2 separate regions of the Mus musculus genome follow, and region 2 is linked to region 1. The links are chromatin contacts, called in public HiChIP or PLAC-seq maps. All regions are on one chromosome and are shown on one strand. The core of a region is the stretch at or near the end of the contact, and the rest is flanking DNA. Distances in the headings are between cores, read along the strand shown. Region 1 overlaps Tesk2 (testis-specific kinase 2). Region 2 holds the start of Hpdl (4-hydroxyphenylpyruvate dioxygenase-like).

Region 1 (4,918 bases), core at 758-3,257:
CCATCTGTAATGAGATCTGACTCCCTCTTCTGGAGTGTCTGAAGACAGCTACAGTGTACTTACATATAATAAAAAAAATAAATAAATCTAAAAAAAAAAAAACCAAAAAACAAAAAACAAAAACCCACCACAGTAAGATTTGCTGTGAAGACTGCCAACATAGAGATAACACTCCATTTATTTAGAGGCAGTTTCAAAGAAGACTGTTAATGGCAATAAACATGCTGTAGGGCCTGAGGGTACATAACTTTGAGTACAGCCTTAATCCTTTCCTAAATATTTTCTGGGTATCTCACAAATGAAGCCATCACCTTTTGTTTGCAATTAAAACGTTAATCCCAAAGATGTAAGAAGAAAGACCACTGACCCAAATCATTATGACCAAATTAATTAAAGCAAGCTATTTTATTCCTGTACACAGGCTGCCACCCCTAAGGTGGATTTCAATAGGCCAGCATAGGGCAAGAGGAAGACAAAGTTGGTTTGGTTGTTTTTTGGTTTTTTGGGGGGAGGGTGGGGGGATGGGGGCAGTTTGCTTGCTTGCTAGCTAGTTTTGTTTTTCACCGTAGGGTCTCTCTGTGTATAATTGGATTGCCTGGCACTCACTCTGTAGACCAGGCTGGCCTGGAACTCACAGACATCTGCCTGCCTCTGCTTCCCAACAAGGGCTTCCATTAAAGGCCATGTACCACCACCAGCTCAGCAGGGCAAGATTTTTATAGCTCAGGGATAGGGGCTTCCAAATAGGGGACAGCTGGGCAAAACGCAAGCCTAACAAGTTAGTCATAACGACCTCCCAAAACAAAGACATGATTGTGAAGTAGGCATAACAACCTTTTAAAACAAAGATAGGATTCCAAGATGGTTATAAACTTTTTAAAACAAGACATGTTGGCTATTTCCTGGAACAGGCAGTACAGAACCATTTGTACTTAAGGTTACTAGTGGGGCACACATAGCCCAATCCCTGAGAAACAGGTTTAATGGTAAACAGGAATGAACCTAGTTTGTCTTTACTATAAGATGGCTTTTAAACTGGGTGGCGCACACCTTTAAGCCCAGCACTTGGAAAGCAGAGGCAGGAGGATCTCTCTGAGTTCAAGGCCAACCTGGCCTACAGAGCTAGTCCCAGGACAGCTGCGACTACACAGAGGAATCCTGACTCAGACAACAACAACAACAAAAGATGGCTTATAAGCAGGATCAGCTCATCTAAAGCATCCTAACTTCCCAAGCACACTATGATCTCACCAACTGAAATCCTACCCAAAGCACCCCAAGAGGCACCCTGAGATCTAATCTCAATTCCTTAGCAAGTCTTTGAGGATACAACTTCAGAACCCACCAAAATGGTATATATGGCTATTGTAAATACAATAGTGTGATTCTCTAACCTTCTTTCTCCTATCTCCCTATTAACACCCCCCTCCCCCTTGCTTAAGCCTATGCTAAGATCTCCTTTTAATAAACTCCAACTTTGCTTCATACTGGCTCTTCCTAAAATCCTTTCTGAAGTTAAGTCAAGAATCCTGATTTCACCTGATAATCTTTTATTAAGAAACTCAGGATGCAAAGGGAGACAGTGTGGAGCTGCATCTCCAGCCCCCGGCCCTCCCAGCCCCCCAACTATGACTGAGAATAGGCGTGTTAGCCAAGGAAAAAGAGTCAAAGGCAACTCAGGAATCTCCAGACTGAGACGTTCAGAGCAGCAACAGAAAGACAGCCCAGGATCCTATCTGACCTACTGTGTCAGCAGTAAATGAAAAACTAGTATTGCTGTCAAAATAGCCAAATACAGGCTTGTTGGACCCCTGCTCTTTGGATGGGTCTTCTAAAGAGAGGGGCCTGAGTGCCGGCCTACTTTTCACTGTAGCCTAACAATGCTTTTGTGCTAGCCACTGGATGCTTGTTGGTCAGCTCTCAGCACAAAGGCTAGCAGACATCCCACCCCGCTGGCTTGCTTTAAAGAAGAAAAGAAAGCTTTGTTACTGGCTTGGGTAATTCCAGGACAGGCGCCCCAGGAGCGCCCTGTGGGAGGCTTATGCTCCAAAGGAGCCTCCTGTTCTCAGCTGGAGCATCCATAGCCAGTGGGAAAGCATACATGGGCACATCCGCTGAGACCTGTTTGCCACTGTTCAACGGCCGCTCCAGGAGATTCACTAAAGCCGGCTTGATCGGAGTCAAGAAAGAGAGGACACTAGCTCTGGCTACAAAATAGCTTTTACTAACCCATAACATATTCAGAATAAGTGTTTGAACTTGCTCTGCTTTCCCATATCCTTCTCTTTGTGCAATTTTTATTTGTCCTTCCAAGCTGGCTGGGGCCTTTTCCTGATACTCTTATCTCGTATTTAGTGCCATTTCTGTATCTTGGACATATTTCTACTCCTGCTAAGCACAGTAAAAATCTAATGGTAGAGACCAATTATTTCTGAACTTTCAAACCCAAGGCAAGCAGCGGAGGTGCCTATTTAACAGGATCCAGAAAGATAAACAATGTGACTTTAAATTTTGTTTTGGAAAATGGGTTTTGCTCTACAGCCCTGGGCTTGCTTGGAACTCACTACATACCCAGGACTGGCTATAGTGATCCTGTTATCAAAGCTGTTAGGGTCAGGCCCTAGCAGCTCCAATAACCTAGGATTGACCACCAGTCCTCAATAAAACAGTGAATAGCCAAGAAGAGAGACTTCTTCAAAGTGGCCACGCTGGGAAGAGGAACAAAGAGGTTCAATGACCCTACACACCATTTCCTCCTTTGCCACCCCACTCCCACCACCTCAAGTCCATCTTCTGGTCCTAATATGTGGTTTAGGTTGAAATGAAGGCAGAAGGTATGCAGTCCTGGCCAAGGCACAGTCATACCCACTGGTGACCCACAATGTCTCAGCTCCAGTCTCTACTGCCAGGTGGTTAACAAGTCAGAACTCTCTAGTCTCTTGGGAAACCAGTTCCTCATCCGATGGCACAGAGCTTCTGCCATTTGCTTCTCACAGCAAGAAATTCCTGGGGGCCCAGTGCCTCAATAGTCTTAAAACCATAGGGAGGGGCACAAGTGTCTCTCCTTGAATATCTTTGCTACTAACAAAATAATTACAATCCATTAGCCTCAGGCTCCCAAGAACTAAGATCACAGGTTTGAGCCTCTTTGCCTATATAAATTCACCAATAAACTGTTGAATAAAAAAATTAAATGCACTTAAGTAAAATAGAAGCGGGGGCTAGAGAGATTACTCAGTTCTTAGAACACTAATTGCTCTCTCCCAGAGGACTCATTTGGTTCCCAGAACCAATGTCTGATGAATCACAACTGCCTCTAACTCCAGCTCCAAGGATCCAGCCTTCTTTTGGGCTCTGTGGGCATCCTAACTAACCTATCTGGCATGGATAAACAAGGAAACAAAAATAACAATTTAAAAATAAATGAATAAGCTGTCACTGTCTGCAACACCACAAGGCTTGGGGACCATCACTGAACAGAGGGTGGAAAGACTGTAAGAGCCTAGAGCCATGAGAACTGGAACAAGCCAGTGTCTTTTAGACACAACAGGAATGCTTTGCTCCAGCAGTCACACAAACTGTGGTGCCTCCAAGAACCAGATCAAGCCAGTTAACACTTTAATAATGTGGAGGGAGGAGGGGCTCCTGAGCCCACACCCCTAACTGAGGAACTACTGAAGGTTGATGGCTTCTGGCGGAGAACAGGCAGTTTTTCTTGAAGGGTGTGGCCCTGGTAAATCTGTATTTTAGCAATGGCTCAACGTCTAGGATTAAATGGTTATTATAAATTGTTGAAAATTGTACATATTAACCAAGAATTATTCAATGAGCCTACTCTGGTTAGGGTGTTCTTATCCTAGTCCCATGATTTAAATGTCTCCATTACTGTTTGGAAAATGAGAAACCATTCTAATTATGCCTTTGAGTTCCTGCCATCTTGCCAACCTTCCCACTAAGTGAAAGCCCTCCCACCCAGAGAGAGTGACCTGCACTTCTGTGTACAGCACATCTGGAACCTCACCTGCAGGTTTAGTTCCCTCTTGGCCAGGACTATCTGCATATGGCAATCACATCTCTTTCTCAGTTGATATTTTTCCCCATAGTGCTCTAGAAATAAACTTGTCAGATTCTATATAAACTCAAATTTTATTGCTTGACTTTTAATAATGCAGAGTTTGTCAAATTCAATGCTAAATAAAGTAAAAGTCAATGAATGGTCTAAAAACAAGACATGAGATTGAGAAGTGTAGAGAAATGGGGGGAGGAGCTGGGAGGAGCTATGTTGAGAAGTAACTATGATCGAAATACATTGTATGAAATCCTCAAAGAATAAAAAAAATGAAATAAATTGAAGCAGTTTTAAAGTATTTTGTTTTTTTTTGTTTTTTGGAGACAGGGTTTCTCTGTGTAGCCCTGTCTGTCCTGGAACTCACTTTGTAGACCAGGCTGGCTTCGAACTCAGAAATCCTTCTGCCTTTCTGCCTCCTAAATGCTGGGATTAAAGGTGTGCCCTACCACGCCCGGCTAGGACAATAGATTTTTAAAAAAACTTTTGAGTCTATTAACTTAGCAGGCAAATAGCTTCTACCAATCCAAGAGCTCAGACAGCATCTTGACCCTAGAGCAAAGCCTCCCTCTTCCCTCAATGTCCCTACCTATGATACACCCAAAAATGTATTTTAAACTGGTCTTGATTTATGATTGTCTTTGTTCTGTAAAACTATAAAAACTTTGTGAAAATGCTTCCAGGCTAGGACATAGAATTTAGGGTAACATAAAACATGTTTCTGAGCCATGGTCACTCAAAATGGCTCCAAAATAAACTATCCCTTATGGTGAGAACTGTGGGTTGATTGTTTATTTGTTTGTTTGTTTGAACAACCAAAATAATTAAATGTAAATAAAATAAAGTTGGGGG
Region 2 (4,918 bases), core at 1,738-4,237, 39 kb before region 1:
TCATCTCCATAATCCTTGCGGTCTCCTTCCTAAGCAAGTGTGGCGCTAAGGGCAGTGGCCTTGTTTATACTCACGGTTTTTGTATTTAGAACCCTTGAAAGCAAACTTCTGAGGCTGGGTCAAAGGCTTGGAGGGTATAGATTGTGGAGCCCTGACTATAAAAACTCAAGCCACCGGGCTGGAGAGATGGCTCAGCGGTTAAGAGCACTGAATGCTCTTACAGAGGCCCTGAGTACAATTCCCAGCAACCACATGGTGGCTCACAACCATCTGTAAAGGGATCCGATGCCTTCTTCTGGTGTGCCTGAAGACAGCGACAGTGTACTTACATACATAAAATAAAAATAAATCTTAACAAAACAAACAAAAAACCTGAAGGTACCCCCTTTTCACTCCAGCAGTCATAGCCGTATTTCCAGGTCCTCAGAATCCATCAAAACCATATGCTGGAATCGAGGCTTCAGTCTTTTTGTGACACTCCTGTCTTGGTTGTGTCGTCTGACCTAAGCCTACAAATAGCTAGGTCAAAGCCACCTCGGTCCAGGACCTACACCATCAGACCCAGGTTCAGGGGTTAAAGCCTTATCCTCTTGCTAGGTTTCAGTTCCTTAGCTGTGTATGCCTGAAAACATACACACACGCACACGCATACGCACACGCACACGCACACGCACGCACGCACGCACGCACGCGCACACACACACACACACACACACACACAATCTAGGATCTGGAAGTAGGGGCATTTCCTTTTTGGTGGGAAGGTGAAGCCCCTGGCATTACACTATCTAGTCTTTCACTTTATCTGCAGCTGTCTAAGGCTCCAGTGTGAGACCGTGAGACCATTGTTAACTATCATCCTCAATATGAATTATTTGGTCAAAACTGAGGTGGGATTATACATATTTACAGCCAGGTTGCATTCTTCAAGAAAACAGTAAGGCTGGGCACTATCTAGCACACGCCCCTCCCTAAGGCAGTCCCTGGACTTTCCATAGTGCTTCAAGTTTAGCAGTCTTAGAAGAATGAAGCTGAGGTCTATGGGGTATGGGAGAAGAAAGGGCTAGAATGTAAATCAATAACAATAAGAGTATTTACCTAACATTCACAAGGCTCTGAGTTCAAGCCCTAGGGGATGGGGAGGTACAGCCACAGGGGATCAGGTATGAATGCTATCCAAGACTCCCCAAAGGAGTCATAGCTTGTTCTGGGCCATTATCAGAGCTGCTCCTTGACTCAGCTGCCTAATCTTTGACCCAAGTCAGTGCAGTCTCTGCCCACTCCCATGTCCTCAAAGACACACAATACCCTCTGGAAAGTAACACTGATATTGTGTAATGAAAATAAAACAGTAACTACAGCTACTATTAATGGGAACTTACAGTGTCTCAACCACAGCAATCTGGGTTAGAGGTGACATGTAGTTAAGTAGGGTGCTTGCCCAGCCTGTGTGAGACCCTAGCATTGATCCCTAGTGTTGGGGTGAGAGCTCGTTTGTTTGTTTGTTTGTTTGTTTTTTGAGACAAGGTTTCTCTGTATAGCCCTGGCTGTCCTGGAACTCACTTTGTAGATCAGGCTGGCCTCGAACTCAGAAATCTGCCTGCCTCTGCCTCCTGAGTGCTGGGATTAAAGGCATGCGCCACCACGCCTGGCGAAAGCTCATTTTTGTAGATAAGGAAACTGAGAAATTATCCAACATGACCAAAGTCCTGTGAGTACATGTTAGAGATATTTCTCTTTTTTGTTTTTTGTTTATTTGTTTGTTTGTTTGTTTCCAAGACAGGGTTTCTCTGTGTAGCCTTGGCTGTCCTGGAACTCACTTTGTAGACCAGGCTGTCCTGGAACTCAGAAATCTGCCTGCCTCTGCCTCCTGAGTGCTGGGGTTAAAGGCATGACCCACCACGCCCAGCCCAGAGATATTTCTAACCCAGGGCTGCTTAGCTCTGGAATCCATGTTCTTCTGATCACTGGTCAGAGGAAGAGGCCCTGACCTCGACAAGCCTCCTTGTCTAAGTCTTGTCCCCCTATGGCAGCCTTCTGTCACTTCCTGACAAATTTCTGGGCATGTTGTCCTTCCCAAATGTCTTCCCAACACAATTGTTCCGAGTCTGGCTTGCTTCTTCTCTCAGGTTTGCTCCCTCATTTTGCCCTTTCAATGTCCTATAACCTTGCTTCAAGGACCTTCCAGCTGAAGTCTCACAAGACTTCCAGTTTCCTCATTCTAGTGATCTCACGAATCTTGAGTTCCCCTGGCTGATATCTTTAGGAAGGTATCAACTTCTTTATATCTTTAGGAAGAACAACCCTGGGCTGTTCTTGGAGACCTACTAAGGCAATGAGCAATAGTTCCTTTCAGGAACAACAAACAAAACACAGTAGTTTTCTAATCCCTCCAAATCTCACTTAGAAGTAGAATTGAAGAGTCAGGTGAAGTGCAGATTGCCAGATACAGAGAAATGTAAACGCTTGCTCTTCTATCAATTTCTCCGCCCCATTTGGGGATTGAAAATCTGTAACTGAAAATATTTTAATATTAAAATAATAAGATAAATTGAAATTATGTATCTTTTCTCATCATAATGCAATAAAACTTAAAGAAAAATAAATAAATAAAACGTTAACAGAGCCCGTTCTTGAACACAAACTTCTGAATTGTAAAAAAAAAAAAGTACCAGGCCAAGAAAATTCCGTCTGTTGAGAAAGGATTGGGGCTCCTCCCCCACACGGGCAGTCCTTAGGCTCTAAGGTCGCGGGAAGAGAGCGCCTGGCACAGAGTGAAGGTGGCTATTGTTACTTCCCGGGCCCCGGAAGGGGTGGCTAGTTGCCCAAGGGTGTGACCTGGTCCAAGGCCCTGTGAAGGAACTGCCCTTCGTCCCCACTGTACTCCGGGAGACAGGTTCTGGACCGGAGGGAGTGTCAAAGGCGGAGTCTCAGGCTCCACCCTGACCTCCTGGTCCGCCCCGCACAGCGTCCGCGTGGTTCTCATACAATTTACCCTGCAGAGCCTGTGGTCCTCAGCCGGCTTCTGGTTGAGGTGGCCCTGCCGAGAGGGTCAGTCCCCCAAAGTTTGACTTCGCGACCTCTGCCCAGAAAAGACCAAGAAACACGATCTTCGGATACACCAGGACTCCGCCGGCTTCCAACTACTAGTCCTGGACCAAGAGTCTTGGAGTTCTAAACAAGTGAGCGGTCCCAGAAGAACAGATCCGGGTGGCCGGCAATTGGGCTCGCCATGACTGCGCCCGCCCGTCGCCTGTGTCACATCGCTTTCCATGTACCAGCTGGGCAGCCCCTAGCGAGGGACCTACATCGTGTCTTCGGCTTCCAGCCCCTGGCGGTGAGGGAAGCAGGCGGCTGGAGACAGCTGGCCCTGCGCAGCGGGGACGCTGTCTTTCTAGTGAATGAGGGTACCGGGCCCCAGGAGCCACTGTACAGCCTGGACCCGCATCATTCGGTGCCCAGTGCCACGAACCTGTGCTTCGACGTGGAGGATGTGGACGGCGCCGCCCGCGCGCTGGCGGCTCGCGGCTGCATCATGCCGGTACCACCCACTAGGGTGAGAGATGCACAGGGCACAGCCACCTACACAGTGCTCAGCTCTCCGGCTGGTAATCTAAGCCTTACGTTGCTGCAGCGTGCTGGCTATCGCGGATCCTTCCTGCCCGGGTTCAGACCTCTGCCTTGCACACCTGGCCCAGGTTGGGTCAGCCACGTGGACCACTTGACCTTGGCCTGCACCTCCGGCAGCTCCCCTATGCTTATGCGCTGGTTCCACGACTGCCTAGGCTTTCATCACTTGCCGCTGAGCCCAGGTGAGGATCCGGAGATGGGCCTCAAGGTGGCTGCAGGGTCTGGGCGAGGGGGACTACGGCTTACTGCCTTGCAGACTCCGCCGAATAATACTGTCCCCACCCTCGTGCTGGCGGAGTCCCTACCGGGACTCAACAGCAAACAGGACCAGGTAGAGCAATTTCTAACCCGGCATGGGGGGCCAGGCCTGCAGCACGTAGGACTGTACACTCCTAACATCATAGATGCTTCTGAGGGAATGGCGAAGGCGGGATGCCGGCTTCTGACTCCTCCTGAAGCTTATTACCAGCAGCCCGGCAAAGAAGAACAAATTCTAGCCGCAGGGCACAAGCCTGGCCTTCTAGAACGGCAGGGAATCCTGCTGGATGGTGATAAAGACGAATTTTTGCTTCAGGTCTTCACCAAGTCCCTCTTCGCCGAAGACACTTTCTTCCTGGAGCTGATTCAGAGACAGGGGGCCACAGGCTTTGGCCAGAACAACATCAGGGCACTATGGCAGTCGGTGCAAGAGGAAGCAGCCAGGGCCCAGGGAGCCTAACCCAGGCTAGGCCTGGGAGTTGCCACTTGTCCTTGGTGCTCCTTGCCTGTTGGAACTGACACACGCCAGCAGGAGCTGGACCACACCTCCACAGAACTACACCCAGATAGAAAGGCTCTAGTTCCCTCAGGGTCAGGTGTGATCTTCATCCCAAACAGTATCTGAGATGGGATTTAGAACAGCAAGAACCCCTAAAATGTCTAGGTAATATCAATAAAGGAATCCGGTCGTAAGGCAACCACACTCCTGAGCCTCTGTGTCTTCCTGCATTTCCCTCCCACCCACCCTTCAAGTTTTGTGACTGTTAGTCCTTTTACTTTCTGAAGTTTCATTACAGGTGAAATGTACCCTGAATGAATGATTCTGTTGTTGAGGAAGGAATTTGATACAAATCTTCCTTTGTGCTGACCTCTCTAGGGAGCACCTGTTGCAGGTGCAGACTAAGAGGCCAGCATAGCTCAGCCGCCTGGGTAAGGTGATGTCTAGTTCCAATCAGAGCTGACCTGAGACCCAGATGGGAGTGATGGATGTCAGGCACTTGACAGCTGCTCCCTCCAGCTGCCCTTGCTC

The links. HiChIP or PLAC-seq counts read pairs in DNA pulled down with a chosen protein or histone mark.
Region 2: an H3K27ac HiChIP or PLAC-seq map of embryonic stem cells shows a contact between it and region 1, with 8 read pairs. The contact joins the promoter of Hpdl here to the enhancer-like site in region 1. A contact is called at or near these places in 1 of 39 promoter capture datasets (macrophages), 1 of 15 datasets of contacts at CTCF or cohesin (the NIH/3T3 cell line), 3 of 484 Hi-C or Micro-C datasets (the N1E-115 cell line, granulosa cells and liver), 3 of 115 datasets of contacts at active chromatin or transcription factors (all in embryonic stem cells) and 3 of 9 other capture datasets (adipose tissue, liver and pancreatic islet).

Annotation. Positions count from the first base shown.
Region 1 is chr4:116,779,425-116,784,342 of GRCm38.p6, reverse strand. The region is part of intron 4 of Tesk2 (testis-specific kinase 2); the gene reads right to left. Among named protein-coding and RNA genes, the nearest start is that of Toe1, 26 kb to the left of the region's middle. Within about 2 kb of position 2,007, at least 64 of the 459 cell types and tissues checked have an H3K27ac peak or open chromatin away from gene starts, as enhancers often do. A contact at or near this core is called in embryonic stem cells, where this site is marked.
Region 2 is chr4:116,819,577-116,824,494 of GRCm38.p6, reverse strand. Hpdl (4-hydroxyphenylpyruvate dioxygenase-like) reads left to right here and starts at 2,987. Exons shown (of 1, transcript NM_146256.3): 1 at 2,987-4,588. The coding sequence starts at 3,233. The coding sequence ends at 4,348. It overlaps Gm12996 (a long non-coding RNA gene), which reads right to left and starts at 5. Exons shown (of 3, transcript XR_376562.3): 1 at 1-5.